2 separate regions of the Arachis hypogaea genome follow, and region 2 is linked to region 1. The links are chromatin contacts, called in public Hi-C maps. All regions are on one chromosome and are shown on one strand. Each heading gives the region's core, a stretch centred on a gene start, on an enhancer-like site or on the middle of the called end of the contact. The rest is flanking DNA. Distances are from core to core; before and after follow the strand shown.

Evidence for each region. A called contact is a pair of places that touch in the nucleus more often than the background predicts.
Region 2: a contact with region 1 is called in a Hi-C map of leaf, with 3 times the contacts expected there. The contact joins the promoter of LOC112779934 here to the promoter of LOC112776494 in region 1. A contact is called at or near these places in 2 of 8 Hi-C or Micro-C datasets (both in leaf).

What each region holds. Positions count from the first base shown.
Region 1 is chr19:139,177,779-139,184,618 of arahy.Tifrunner.gnm2.J5K5, forward strand. It overlaps LOC112776494 (putative F-box protein At1g32420), which reads right to left and starts at 2,800. Exons shown (of 2, transcript XM_025820681.2): 1 at 2,056-2,800; 2 at 782-1,630. The coding sequence starts at 2,576. The coding sequence ends at 958. LOC112776205 reads right to left here. Exons shown (of 5, transcript XM_025820260.2): 1 at 6,668-6,840; 2 at 5,663-5,826; 3 at 4,270-5,335; 4 at 3,625-3,791; 5 at 3,196-3,519. The coding sequence starts at 5,796. The coding sequence ends at 3,411.
Region 2 is chr19:139,489,692-139,496,531 of arahy.Tifrunner.gnm2.J5K5, forward strand. It overlaps LOC112779934 (probable protein phosphatase 2C 1), which reads left to right and starts at 4,429. Exons shown (of 4, transcript XM_025824283.3): 1 at 4,429-6,840.

The sequences.
Region 1 (6,840 bases), core at 1,550-4,049:
TCAAAGATTAATAACTTTTTTATTATTATTTTGCCTCTTATCAATACTTTCTATCCTTCCCATTATTATCACCGTCGTCCCCACAATCCTTCCCCTACTCCACCCCTCAGCCATCATCATCAACATCGTGAACTAGTGGTAGTGGAACATGGGTGATGGTAGATGACAATAGAGAGACAATGGTGGGATGGTGTTGATGATGACCAAGTAATAGATAAAATTGTAAAAAAAAAAAAGAAAAAGAAAAATTTGTAAATTAAAAGGCAAAATTAAATCAAATTAAATTTTAAATATTTTTTATTTTTCATATACTTCACCATAGAAAGGGAAAAAAGAAGTATATTTTACCCAAATAAATACATCTTCTGTTCTTGGACTTGGATTCGGTCTCTACTCAATTGGGCCATTAAACCCATGACCAACTAATTCAATAAGTTCCCAAGAGTAGAAAAAGACCACTCCCACCAAAACAAAAACCCACGCTCCCTCCATTGATTATGGTTTTTTACTCAGATACTGAAATTTGAAGCCCAAAGTGCAGCTCACTTTCTGTGGTCTGCAGCACACGGCACACCTGTGACTTGTGAGGTTAAAAGTTGTCTTTTGTTTCTGTCCCCCATTTTCTAAGGAAGCCAACATTCGACAGCAATATGAATCAAGTTGAGGTTACATCCCAAAATAGTGGATAAAGTTTTAGCACCATACAAGCTCCAATTCTTTTTTACACAAATTTAAAGCGAGCATAACATATCTACTCTAATAGGAGAAGACTACTTGGAGCTTTCTAGTAGTGAACAATATTATTACATGCAACAAATAGACAGATACACCACTTTGTTTACATTACCCATACAACTAACAACTATCATTCTAACAAAATGTACAACAGATAATAAATATACGAAATTTAGTATCCTACTGCATGTGTTGCAGAAGTATAAAGGAATAATTACCTCTTCAGTAAGACACCAAACCACTTACATTGTTCAGCAAAACCAAGCTCTCTGCATAATAACCAGAATATAGATACCATGTGTATCCCTCCCCTCCAATTCCGAGCTCTGTAAATCTTTTCCTCTCGATATCCAGCGAGTACAGGTTTCCCTTTCCTGTCTCATCCATAAGCAGCAACACCTCTCCACTCTTCCTGATGCACAATGCCACTGGTGGACTAGTCACATTAGCCACCGATATCCCCCACGCTGGCACCTCCAAACTAAACCCCCTCAACGTGAAACTAAAGACCTTGTTCCAAGACTCCACAACACCATACTCCTTCATCACCCAAATCTCACAACAGGAGGGAAATCCCCCACCAACGGAGAACACACTAAGCTCCTCCCTACCCCCAATTACTGTGACACTGTCCTCGGGCGCATAAGCCAAGCTCTCCGGAAGCAACACCTCACCAAACACCTCATGAACAAAGTCAAACGACAGCACAAAATGGTACCATCCGTAATCACCCTCCCGGCGTTGTGCACCCCAATGCACAATCTTGTTGACAAAGCCATGCGGAGCATCCTTACCCACACAAGCTAAACTACAAACAGGAGTAGAACCACTCAAAGTTCTCCAAAACCCAGTTGCAAGAGAGTAAACCTCAACAGTGGGTGCACTGAAACCATACCTTCATCAAAGCAAGGATAACAGCATTTGAATATCTTTGATGCATAATGTTTCATCAACAAATGATATCTATCGATGGAAAACGTAAATTATGACACTAAGGATTAGTATCTAATAAGTTGAGTTTAATTTTAATGTATTGAACACTGTAAAATATTTTGTATTCTTTTGGGCATTTAAGGTGAAATAATGTTAGGTAATTGGATGCACGTGTAAACCGCTCTACAATAACAGCAAAATTAAATTCCTAATGAGTTATCCTTTTAACTACCATACAATAAAATTAGGGATTAATTTCTACCCACTTGTATTTTATTTTGATAATCAAAATATAATTTAAATATAATTCAAAAAATAATCATAGTACGAAGTAAACTAGTATCCATAGAGAGATTAAAAGTTAAAAAGTTGTTTTTGATTCGACACCTTTCATCATCGACCATGCAAGAGAGCCTGACAACCTTGTAATCTTGATGGAGAGGATCAAAGGCGAAGGCAACAGTGGCAGTGTAGAGAGAACGGTAGTGGCGGGGTCGGGGGAGGCTGACGTAGCGGCGGAGAGAAGGGTTGCAGATGACAAGGGAGTGGCAGTGGTGGCCGGCGGTGATGCAGACAAGGCCATGGCAGAGTCCGACGACAGAGAATTCGCGGTAGAGGGCGGTAGGAGGGAGGAGGAGGGTGGAGCCGGAGTCGGAGAGGAAGGGATCGTCGTGGCGGAGGGAGTAGCGGACGGCGCAGGGAGAGGGGCTGGGGTGGGAGCGCTCATTGCAGAGCTGGAGGAGGAGGAGGGGAGGGGAGTGGCGGAGGTGAAGGGAGATGAAGGAAGGTGTTAAGATGAGATCCCGCCATGATTTAGAGACGGCGGTGCATCTGATTAGGGATTTGGGCGGCAGCCGGCGGAGGATGTTGGCTACTATTTCTTCCGGGATGTGCTCCGCCTCCGTCATATCGGAATCGGAAGATTATTATTTTCCACTTTTTTTAATTTCAGTTCTCCAGCTTATCACTTTCTCTTCCAATCTCTCTAGTCTCTACTCTCTTCGTAAGAAACGTAAATTAGTCTCTCACGTATTTCCTATCTCAACTTCGTTAGTAGACGCATGTAATTCAAAATGAAATATTAAAATGGCAACAACTTTATTTTAGAAAATTGTCCAAAATTGTTAAAATTAAAATTACACCAAGGAACTAATTGTTAATATAGTCTTTACTATATTCAAATAAAAATATCTTCGTGCGAATAATTATTTATTAGTGAGTACAAATCACAACAAATCGTGAGAGGTATATATTTTCACATGAAATAATAATATTCTAGTTTAAGTTTGACCAACTCAAAAGTAATATTTTACATGTTATTTTTTTATTAATTTAGGATCATATTTTATTATGAAATATAAAAATATTATTTTGTAGTAACAACCACCTTGTAAGAAAATATTATTTTTTGCTTATAAGAGAAGTGATTAACTTGTCTATAATATCAAGAAAATATAGACAAGAAAACTTGAAAGTACCGGAGAAATAATAAACTTGTCTACAACTCACCTTTGTTATAACTGCTAATTTCAACCATGAAACATCGTGGTGCATTTGATTGGTTAAGTTGAAAAGGAGTAAATTGAAAAGGAGATTAACTTCGTCAAGAGGACATGTCATTTCATTCGTGCGGATTCTACCAAACAAAACATCACTCTCTAACAGCTACAAAACATCACTCTCCAAAATTACCAAAGCTCAAGAAACAATGAAAAAGAAAAGACAAACTGGTGGTAAAATCTTCATTCCGACCAAAGTTTCACAAAAGCATCAACAATAGCTTTAAAGATGGCTACAAGAGGGTTGGTTTCTTGCTTTGCAGAATTCTTAGGTGTTCCGTCCCATGATTCTCTGCAGTTAAAACAAGGAAGACTTAGCTGTTGCATGAAACCCAAATTAATTAAAAGGTATCTGCAATCTGCAAACAATTTAGATGAAATCATCAAATTTACTTACAGGTTGATCCTATCTAAAGTAGTGTTGCTTCTTCCCTGGGAATTGCCAGCAATTTCCCCATCAACTTTGAGTTTGTTAACTTTCTGCAAACCTTCCTCTGATAGTTGAGATTTCTCATAACAAGTACCAGTCATGCTTTTGGCTTGGGTATCATCTTGAATGCTTGCCTGTTAAAAGATACTTTTAGCTGTTACTGGCTACAAGATAATTTCTTCTCTCATAACTAAAAAATGTAGTTAATAATAACAATTGTTTCATAAATCGTTCCATTTATAAGATCCAAGTAGCTTAATCTTTACAAATAGAATATGCAAACCTGTTATTGCATTAGTTAAGGCTGAAGAAAAAATATTCCTAGTTAGATAACTGAAGAATTTCGATTCTGATTCATGGTCTGATTTTACTGTGGCCTACAACTTTGTAAGGGATAAATTATCCCATATCAACAATTCAATCCATTGTGAAGTTACTCTTTTTGTGTGGATTACTTTTTCCATTGTTAGAAAAACCGTGATCTCAGACCTGAAAATAACTAGTATGTTACGAGTATATGTCAAATTTTGAGAGAGGATATTGCACCTCGACTCTTTTCCACAAATATGTCCTGTCAAACTTAATGTACAAAATATCAATGGATAAACTTACCTTAGCTCCATCCACCAGCTGGTTTTGGTTAATGGCTTCAGAGGTAGTATTATGGTGCGATACTTGAACTTGAGGTTCAGTGCAAACTTCTGATTCACGACTAAATGTTTCTTGGTGGGTTGACTGCTCTGTGCTTTCCACCAATGTCCCTCCTAAACTTTTCACTTCATCTTGAACAGTGTTGTTTAATAAATGATTTTTAACACCATCCTCAATTTTTTCATCCACTAAACTAGTAGTCTTTGGGGTCTCTATACCATTTAATTCAGACCCCTCCTGGTGTCCTTCCAATTCCAACACTTCTATATTATTCTCTGGTGAATTACTCGAGTCTCTCAACTCTCCAAGAACTTCTATTCCATCATTAGTACTAGCAACAGGCTTTATTGGAAATGTCTCTACTGTCAAGTCTTCTGTCACAGGGTTTACTTTTACCAGCACCTCAGGAATCGAAGATTCACTGAATCCCTTCTTTGTCATATCCACCTGGCTACCATTTATAACTTTCTCCTTGTCAACAATCTGATGCTCAGCTCCATCATAAGGCTCGCCAGAAACAACAGTAGATTCACCAACTCCATTGTCAGCCTCATCTACCTGACTACCTTCTGTAATATGGTTTTTATCAACCACTTGATGCTCAAATCCACCATGAGAACCATCAGATACAACAGTAGATTCAATGGTTTCCTTGTTTATGATGTCTACCTGGCTAACATTAATGACTTGCCCATTGTCAACCTCCCGATGCTCAGCTCTAGTATGATACTCATCAGAAGCACAAAGCTTCTTGTCAGTTGTATCTATAATGTTGCTTTCTTCAAGATGAACTTTACTTGAAGATGCAGCCAAAACAGATTGAGGATCTGTGGCAATTGAACCCAATGGATTGAGTTCATAAAAATGATCTGAAGTTAGCTCCTGTAAAGCGAACTTAGCAGGACCTAACACTCTATTTTCTTGAATTATATCCCGGACTATCTCTCGTACTGTGTAAAAGGAGCCGCCAACTTCTTTGTGGGTAAGATTAAGAGATGGAAAGTTCCCATTGTTCGACTCTTGGTACCTGGAATGAAGTAACTAGATTATAAACAAAGGAAAAGAAAAAGGGTTTCTACCATATGACTTGAATTATAACAGCTGAAAAGAAAAAATTCGCATGTCCTATAGAGTTGAAGTGTTCAGCCTTTAGGCACAAACTACATTGATGCAATATTCTATTGGCAATTACATAATATCTCTAAAGTAGCAACAGCGAACAATAACAAAAGAATTAGTTAAGAAATTACATTCTCTTAAATTGGCTATACATAAGTCTTGATATCATATAACACTATTAATTCCATCTCAGAATAGTGAAATCATCAACCAAGAGAAACAAGTACACAATTACTTTTTAATGAAGGTGTCAACCATTGCCTTTCTTTCCTCCTTTGAACGTCGAATCCGAGACTTCCTCCCATCGGATTCGTTACGCTTTGCAAGGGCAAATGTTTGCCCCACCCAACCAACCTTTACCGAATGCATCACGTTTAGCACAAACTCTACAATACAAACCTACACATATAGTAGTCCAACCAGAAATAAAAAAGTTACAATGCATATAACATAAACATCACATCATATGCTAATTAAATTCAATTTGCTTAGCAATATCATTGTCACTAGCGATTTCAAACTCAGTTGCATAACATTCTCCAAGAATAACTCAACGTTATTACAAACGCTGAAGAAACCGAGCTCAGATTGAGAAAATTGTCAGGAAAGATGAGAAGAAAAAGCTTAGGAAATGAGAGAGAGAAGTGTCTCCGTATAGATGCAAAAACAGGATTGGTGAATCTGATCTACTCTACGGTTAAGTCCTTATATTCATAGCACTACCTAACAGTAACTTAATGCAGCTAACTAATCATAAAGAATCATGCTGACTCAGCATAATAAACTCCTAACCAATATAGTTATACAATCAGTTCCAACTTTATGTAATTGACTAACAAAATTACGTAACAATCTAACACGAACGGTGAATCGACACTACACATGTAAAATTAATAAATTATAAATATTTGCACCAATTGTACACCAATTGTACCGAAACGGTTACTCCAATCGCTATGCATCATATTCGTAGTATGGTAAACCAAACAGTATATCAGTAATTACAGAGGAAGCGGAAGAACAAATCATAGAACTACTCGCAAGTCTGTAGCAAATTCAGCCGGAAATCGACGGTAACATAGCAGAGATTATTAAAGTAAAAGCGACTGAAATAAGAGACACAATTAGGTAGAGGATAATTTCACTAATTCAGCTCAAATTGAGGAAAACAAACAGTTTCGAGAGAGAGAGAGAGAGAGAGAGAGAGAGAGAGAGAGAGAGAGAAAGAGAGAGAGCTTGCCAGGAAGATGAGGAAGGTGATGGTGTCGGGAGGGAGTGTGTAAGAAAGAAAGAAAGAAAGAAAAAGAAAGAAAAAGAAAGAAAGAAAGAGAGGTTGTTAACTGTGAAGGGAAGAAAGCTAAAACCCTGAAAATTTCATTTTGGGTTTGGGGAAAAGGGGTCGCATTCAACGGT
Region 2 (6,840 bases), core at 3,179-5,678, 310 kb after region 1:
AAATAGCTCACTTGTCGGAAGTAGCACTGAAACAAAGAATGGCGCTGCGCTACAACACCAAAGTGCTCAAAAGGGAGTTTGAAGAGGACGACCTCGTCTTGCGACGCAACGACATAGGGCCACCGACACCAGGAGAAGGAAAGCTGGCGACAAATTGGGAAGGTCCTTACAAAATCAAAGAGGTGCTTGGCAAAGGCGCCTACAAATTGGAAAGGCTCGACGGCAAGGAAATCCCGAGAACATGGAATGCAGGTAACCTGAGAAGATTTTATTCGTAGCTCAGGCACACTGGCCAAGCGGCCTGATAAGCTATATAGCCCATTGTTAATTCCCAATGGTTTATTTTTATCAAATATCTACCATGTTCATAAATTTGTTTAGCTAACGACTAATGCTTACTTATTTGAATCCTCCAATCTACTATCTCCCAATACGAATCCCACACCATCGCGCTCGTAAACGGCAACCCGGGATTGATCACCCCGGGAAGCCAACTGAACCATAGCCATAACGAACGGCCGTGATAATAAGACCATAACAGTTTCAATCGAGTTACCTACGTGAACGGCAAAACATACACAAGCAATAAGTTCGCCTCAAAAAGACGGTAACAAAATACAAACGCTACCAAGCAAGATAAAGGCAATAACAATAAGCCGACCAGGCGACCAATAAAGTATAAAGTTAATAGTTGCAACAAAGTATTCAACAAACCCATACAAAAGCCAAAGTTACAAGAGTTCATTTTCGGTGTCAACAATCTTGCAGTGCTGGATCGTTTTGAAGACCCCAATAGCCGACGTATCGAAGTCTGGAGCCACGATCTTCACCTGAGCCTTCAGAGCCTCCTCGGTCATGAAGATCGCATTCTTCCCTTGCTCCTTCGTCGCCTTGTGCTTCCTCTTAAGCTCGTCGACCTCGGCTTTAGCAGCTTTAGCCGACGAAACGGCCTGGTCGCGTTCCTTCTCCAAGGCTGCCACCCGACCCTGCGCGGCACTCAGCTGGCTCTCTAGGGTCATCTCCCGCTCGGTTAAATGGGACACAGTCTCATCGGAAGCCTTCAATTTCTCCTCGGTAGACTCTGTTTTCTCCTCAGCAGCCTTGAGCTTTTTCCCCACCTCGGACAGCTGCCCCTGAAGCAGCTCGACTTGCACCTTGAAGTCATTGTTCGCCTTACCAGAAGATTCAAGCTTTCTTCGAAGAGCCTGCATTTCCGACAACTTGAACTCGGCCTTCTGAGCTATCACGGCCCCACGGAGCAGCGTCCGATACATCCACCTCGCCTACCCCGCCAGGTCGATGCCAAGGAAATGTTCCTCCATGCCAGGGATCAGGTGGGAGTCGATGAAAGTCCCAGCATCAAAATTTTTCTCCATCACGATAAAGGTTCCTTCCGGGCTGGCAGATGCCCTCCGCCTCTTAGGAGTATGAATAAGTTCCACATCATCGTCATCTTGGCGGGTAGAGGACGAGTGTCCGGCAATGGCCGCCTCTTCGGGAGTGGGGGAAACCTGCACCCCGGCCGAATTCATTGCGGTATCTTGGGGAGAGGGCACGGCCTGATCCTTCTTCTCCTCGACAGGATCTTCAGACTTCCCGTCGACCTTCTCGTCCGTCTTCTCCTCGTCACTATCCTCTAAAAAGGTCTTAACCAAACCCTCGAGCCCTGTCACTGAAGCAGACATCTCTACTACAACAAAGAAACAAATGCGTCATTCGTGAAGTCGGAAAAAGCAAATTAAATGATAAGCAACACAAGAACACAAAGGCAAAATAGCTCACAAATATAATTCCGGGCGACCTCCCGGTCACCCATAAGGAGGTGTGGGTTCACGTGGTTTTTTTCCGAAAACCGCGAACAGCACGTCGGCAATCCTCTTATTTTCAGGGGACATCACCTTGTAGGTCACCTTGATGAAAGTATTAGACCCCGCCCCGAAGCTCCAATACGTCGGGATGAGGCGTTCACCCTCTAGCGACAACCAAAAAGGATGACGACCTTTGACGGGACGAACCTTGAAATACTTGTCTTTGAACCCATGGTAGGAGTCCTCGAACAAGCCAAATATCCTCCGACCTTGGGCAGATCAGAAAGACAGGAACCCTTTCTTCGCTTTCCCCTCCTTGGAAGGGTTAGTGAGATTGAAGAAGAAAAGAAAGACATTCACCGATACCGGCAGCTCGAGATATTCACAACCCATCTCGAAACAATGGATAGAGGCCCAGCTGTTCGGATGAAGCTGCGATGGCGAGACGGATATCCGATTAAGAAGCGCCATCTGGAAGTCGAAAAACGGCATGCGAACGCCCACCTGGGTGAACATGGCTTTGTAAAACCAAATCCAGTCGGCAACCCAGGGGGAGTGAAAATTGATCTCGTACAGCCGCTCATGGGGGGCAGGAACGAAGACGTCATAGTTGGCCTTCTCGTCTGTCCCTCTGCAGAGATACTCGGCTTGTCGGAATTCGGTCAACTCCCCTCGTCCATCTGGTTCAGGGAGTCCTTCAAATCGGAAACAACCCAAGCATAGGGGTCGTAACCCGCAGCAGAGGTGGAAGCCCGTGAAACGACGCGAGGCATACCTACAGCGGGGGTACCACTCCGTTAGTCTATGAGGTCGGGAATCCGGGAAAAACCCAGGAACTACGTCCATTCTATTCAACAGTTAAGATCAAGCATGGCTACATATATCTATCATGCAAGCTACCTAAAAGCCTACCCTGGAATGGTACCCTTCCCCTAATGCATCTATCTGGCACTAGAACACCATCTACCAACAAAATCAAAGACCAACAACAGCAAAAATGCAGAACAAACACAAGCAACAAACATACAGCAGTAAAGCACAGGAAGGCAAAAATCGAGAGTTACCTGAATTGATTGCAGGAGCTTAGGAGGGAAAGGAGAGGCACAGGAAGGCTCGAACGAAGTCTTGGATATCAGGGAGTGAAGAAGATGAGAGTAGCAAGAATGGGAGAGAGAGAGAAGGAAGAAACTATTTAAAAACCGCTACACAAAGCGCGAAAGGGCCAGGGGCAAAATGGTCTTTGCGCGCAGGGTTTTGCAACTCATTATGAGCATTTAATGCTCAGCGCAAAGAACGAAGCGACGAACGGTCGTCTCAATAACCAAGAGACACGCGCGTAGGGGGCACGTCCTTCCCACGGGTGGCCGACCTGACGACAACGCACGGAACGAGAAATAACACGCCACTAATAGCTTTCACGACTATTACTGGCGCGTGGGGGCACTGTTGCGGCCTGGCCCAAACCCTCTACGGGTTGGCCCGACCCGGGCACCACCCGACCCAAACGGTCAGGGGCAGGGCGCCTTGCAGCCGATTCGGATACGCGTCCCTGACAGCTCACCTACAGCTGTGAGGAGAACGCCTCGAAGAAAGTGGGCCTGTCCTTGCAGGGCCCACCTCTGACACGGTATATAAGGGGAAGGTTTTACCCTTCCCCCAAGGTACGACACGCACATTCTACCCCCCTTTTTCGCCTGCATATTTACTTACTAGAGCGTCGGAGTGTCTTTGCAGGTGACACCCCCTTTCCACGCGAAGTGCTCGGGACCTCGACTACGTCTAACCGGCAACCCACGACCAGACGAGGCCCCATCACCAACCAGGATACCAACCCGAACCATCCGGTACCCGACTTACCGAACAGATTTATATGTAAATACCTAAAAATCGAGTTTGTCCTATTCGATTTATATAGATCTGTTTAGGACATGTATAAAACCAATTTCTATTTAAGACATCTGTGCAATTTTAGTCTCTAATTAATTTATTAATATAAATTATCCTTATTTTTAAATCCAATATATATATATATTTTTTTAGTTTTATTTTCTCATAAATTCACTATTCTTTTAAACTTTTAATGATTCATTAATTACTTTGTATTTACTGAAATCTTCAATTTTTTTATAAAAAATAAATGATCAAAATCATTAAATTACAAAATACTAACAAAAATTATTTATCTTTTTTAATTTCTGAATATAATTTTACTTTACTTACGATTGCATATTTAATACAAAAAAAAATAAAGCATATCAGATAATAATATTTTAATTCCTGAATATAATTTAATTCTTTATTAACATGAAAAAATTAAAATATAAAAGTAAATAATATCATTATTAGCATAAATAATAATAATGCAATAATTAAAATTAAATATATCAAGATTTGATTATTATTATTGTCACAAATTAAATACTCAACAAAAAATATAAAAATATAATTTTTTTATTAACGTGAACTGATTAATATTAAACACAAAAAATAGAATTTTTTTTTCATTATCAACATAAAAAATCTAAACATTTTTTTTACCAAAAATAAAAAGATTCCAATCTGCAGCCTTAAAAAAAAAGAGGAAGACTCGTATAAAGATTGGCAAAACAACTTTTTTTTAAGTTACTGATGTGTCACTCTCTCTCATTTTTCGTATCTCATTACGCTTGCCCAAGTTTTCTCCTTCTATCAGCATTGGTCTCTCTCACTGTCTCCGACAAGCTCATCGTCGGTCTCTTCCTGTCTCCGATCTCGCGTGCCTTCCTTGCCCTCTTCGTCACTGGCGGCAGTGGCAGCAGCTCCCTGACCTAGACGTCGTCGCCGCTCCATGTCTTGTCACTGCCTCGCAGTCAGTCTCGCGCCGTCATTGCGTTCGTCGACGTCGAGACAGAAGCAGCAGGTCCCCGACTTCCTCCTCGCCTTCAGCAACTCCTCGACTTCCTTTGCACAACCTACTCCCAACGTCTCTTTTGTATTTGGTTGTTGTGTTTGATTTTTTTTGTCAAAAATAATCACATTGAGTGAAGATCACCAATATGGGCACATGGGTATTCATAAAAAGATGAACTGTATGAATGATTGAAGCCAAAATTGGGATTTTTACTATTTTATTAATAATTGTATAATTGGGATCAAACAGAATTAAATGGGTTATGCAAAAAACTGGTAACTAAAATTAAAATGGATTTTGAAATAAGTAGTGATGAAAGGGACAGTAATATAAAAAAAATATAATGGCAGAGGTAAAATTGAAACGGAAAAGGAAATGAAGTAAAATTCAATTGAGAAAAGTAATACCAAAAAAACAATATTACATAGCTAGAGTTCCTGTCCGAATTTAAAGTGCTAGAAAGATGCCAATCATATACAGAACTCAAAGAAGAAGAAGAACAAGAAGAATTTGGAGGTGTAGTAGCACTAGTAGTGTTCCAATCACTAACACTCTTGTTCTCCTCTTCATCATTTTCATTATTATTATCACCATAGTTTACAAGCATACCACCCTCAAACATGTAACTAAGTTTCATAATTTCATCATCTAACCATTCATATGCTCCCAACTCCTCATCATTAAAAGCTTCATCATGATCAGCATTATTCTTTTGAATGCTTGGTTGCTGAAGCATTATCACCTCTTTTGTGTCCCTTAACTCTAAGTTCTTATTAGGTGCAGTAGATCGAGTAGGTGCTCTTCTCTTGGAAGCTTTTAATGCAGCAATGTCAATGGTGGGAGGGAAGGAGGAATAATCATTCAAAGATTTCATGAAGCAATAAATTTTCCTCCTGAGATTGAGAGTTCCAATAGTTCTTTATCTCATTGTCTGTTCTTCCTGGTAAATGCCCTGCTATCACTGACCACCTACAATTATTACATACCAAACAAAACATCATCAAAATAGAATTAACTATTTCCCACTCAGATACAAGAAACTACTTTGGTAAATTATGATTTACTCATCGTTTGAGCATTTTAGGCAATTTAATACCTTCTGATATAGGTGCAGTAACAGATTGTTAAACTGATTTATTTTCTTTTTTACTTTCCAATTGTCATGACAGGTTTATTGTCTTAGTTGGCTATGAATATTTCAATAACAGATTAAATATGCAAATATTTCTTGTGTTTTACATCAAGCCTCATTAGTTTTGATAATAAAATTTGAATATTCTCAATCCAAATCCATATCATGGCTTGTAATTAAAAGCCAGACATAATGGATAATTCGATCTGGATATAGTGATTAGCACTTGCTGGATGATACAGCATTATGTGGTTTATTTATATATGAGGTGTGACTCTATCAATGCTTATGCTAATTTATTTAAGGATATTTCTTCTTGTATTTTGTTTCTCATTTCTACATTTTATAAATTGGTGTCCTTTCTTGTCTGTGTATATTTTAGGCCAAAATTGTTTGCTTTTTGTCTAAAAAAGATTGGTTTTTGTTCCTTATATTCTTCCTCCTCCTTGCTATGGAATGAGAAAACTTGGAACTATCACAAGTGTGTTGCCTTGCTCTTTATTTTGATATTCTATTCTATGAAGATTTATGTTCTGTTCTGTGAAAGAAAATGCATAGAAATTTAGCTGTTAACCCTTTTGAAAATTGAAGCCTCTTGTGTTCTCTGCTTTTTCTACTTAAGTTTAGTTTTCCAATGCATAGTTTATGGATTAAATTAATGTCAGGAGCCTCAGAGTTTGATGTTGTCAATGTGATTCTTGAGGAGGGACCAATCATCCTACATATTTTTAGTATATTCTATCACTTGGTTTCACATGTTAGTATTTTAAGATTCATATAGACTGATTATTTTAGTCTTATCTGTTTTTGTTCTTTTCATGCAACAATCGCTTGATTCTTTGTTTAGACTATATGCCAAGACTATTCTTTGTTTAAACTCATGGTCACCTTGCTGCACGCAAAGTTAGGGATTCCCTGCCTATCAAACTTCTTTCTTTTTTGCATTCCGGTGAATCGAGGCGAAACGGATCAGGATAAACTAAATTCCATGTGGAGACAAGCTTTCATGA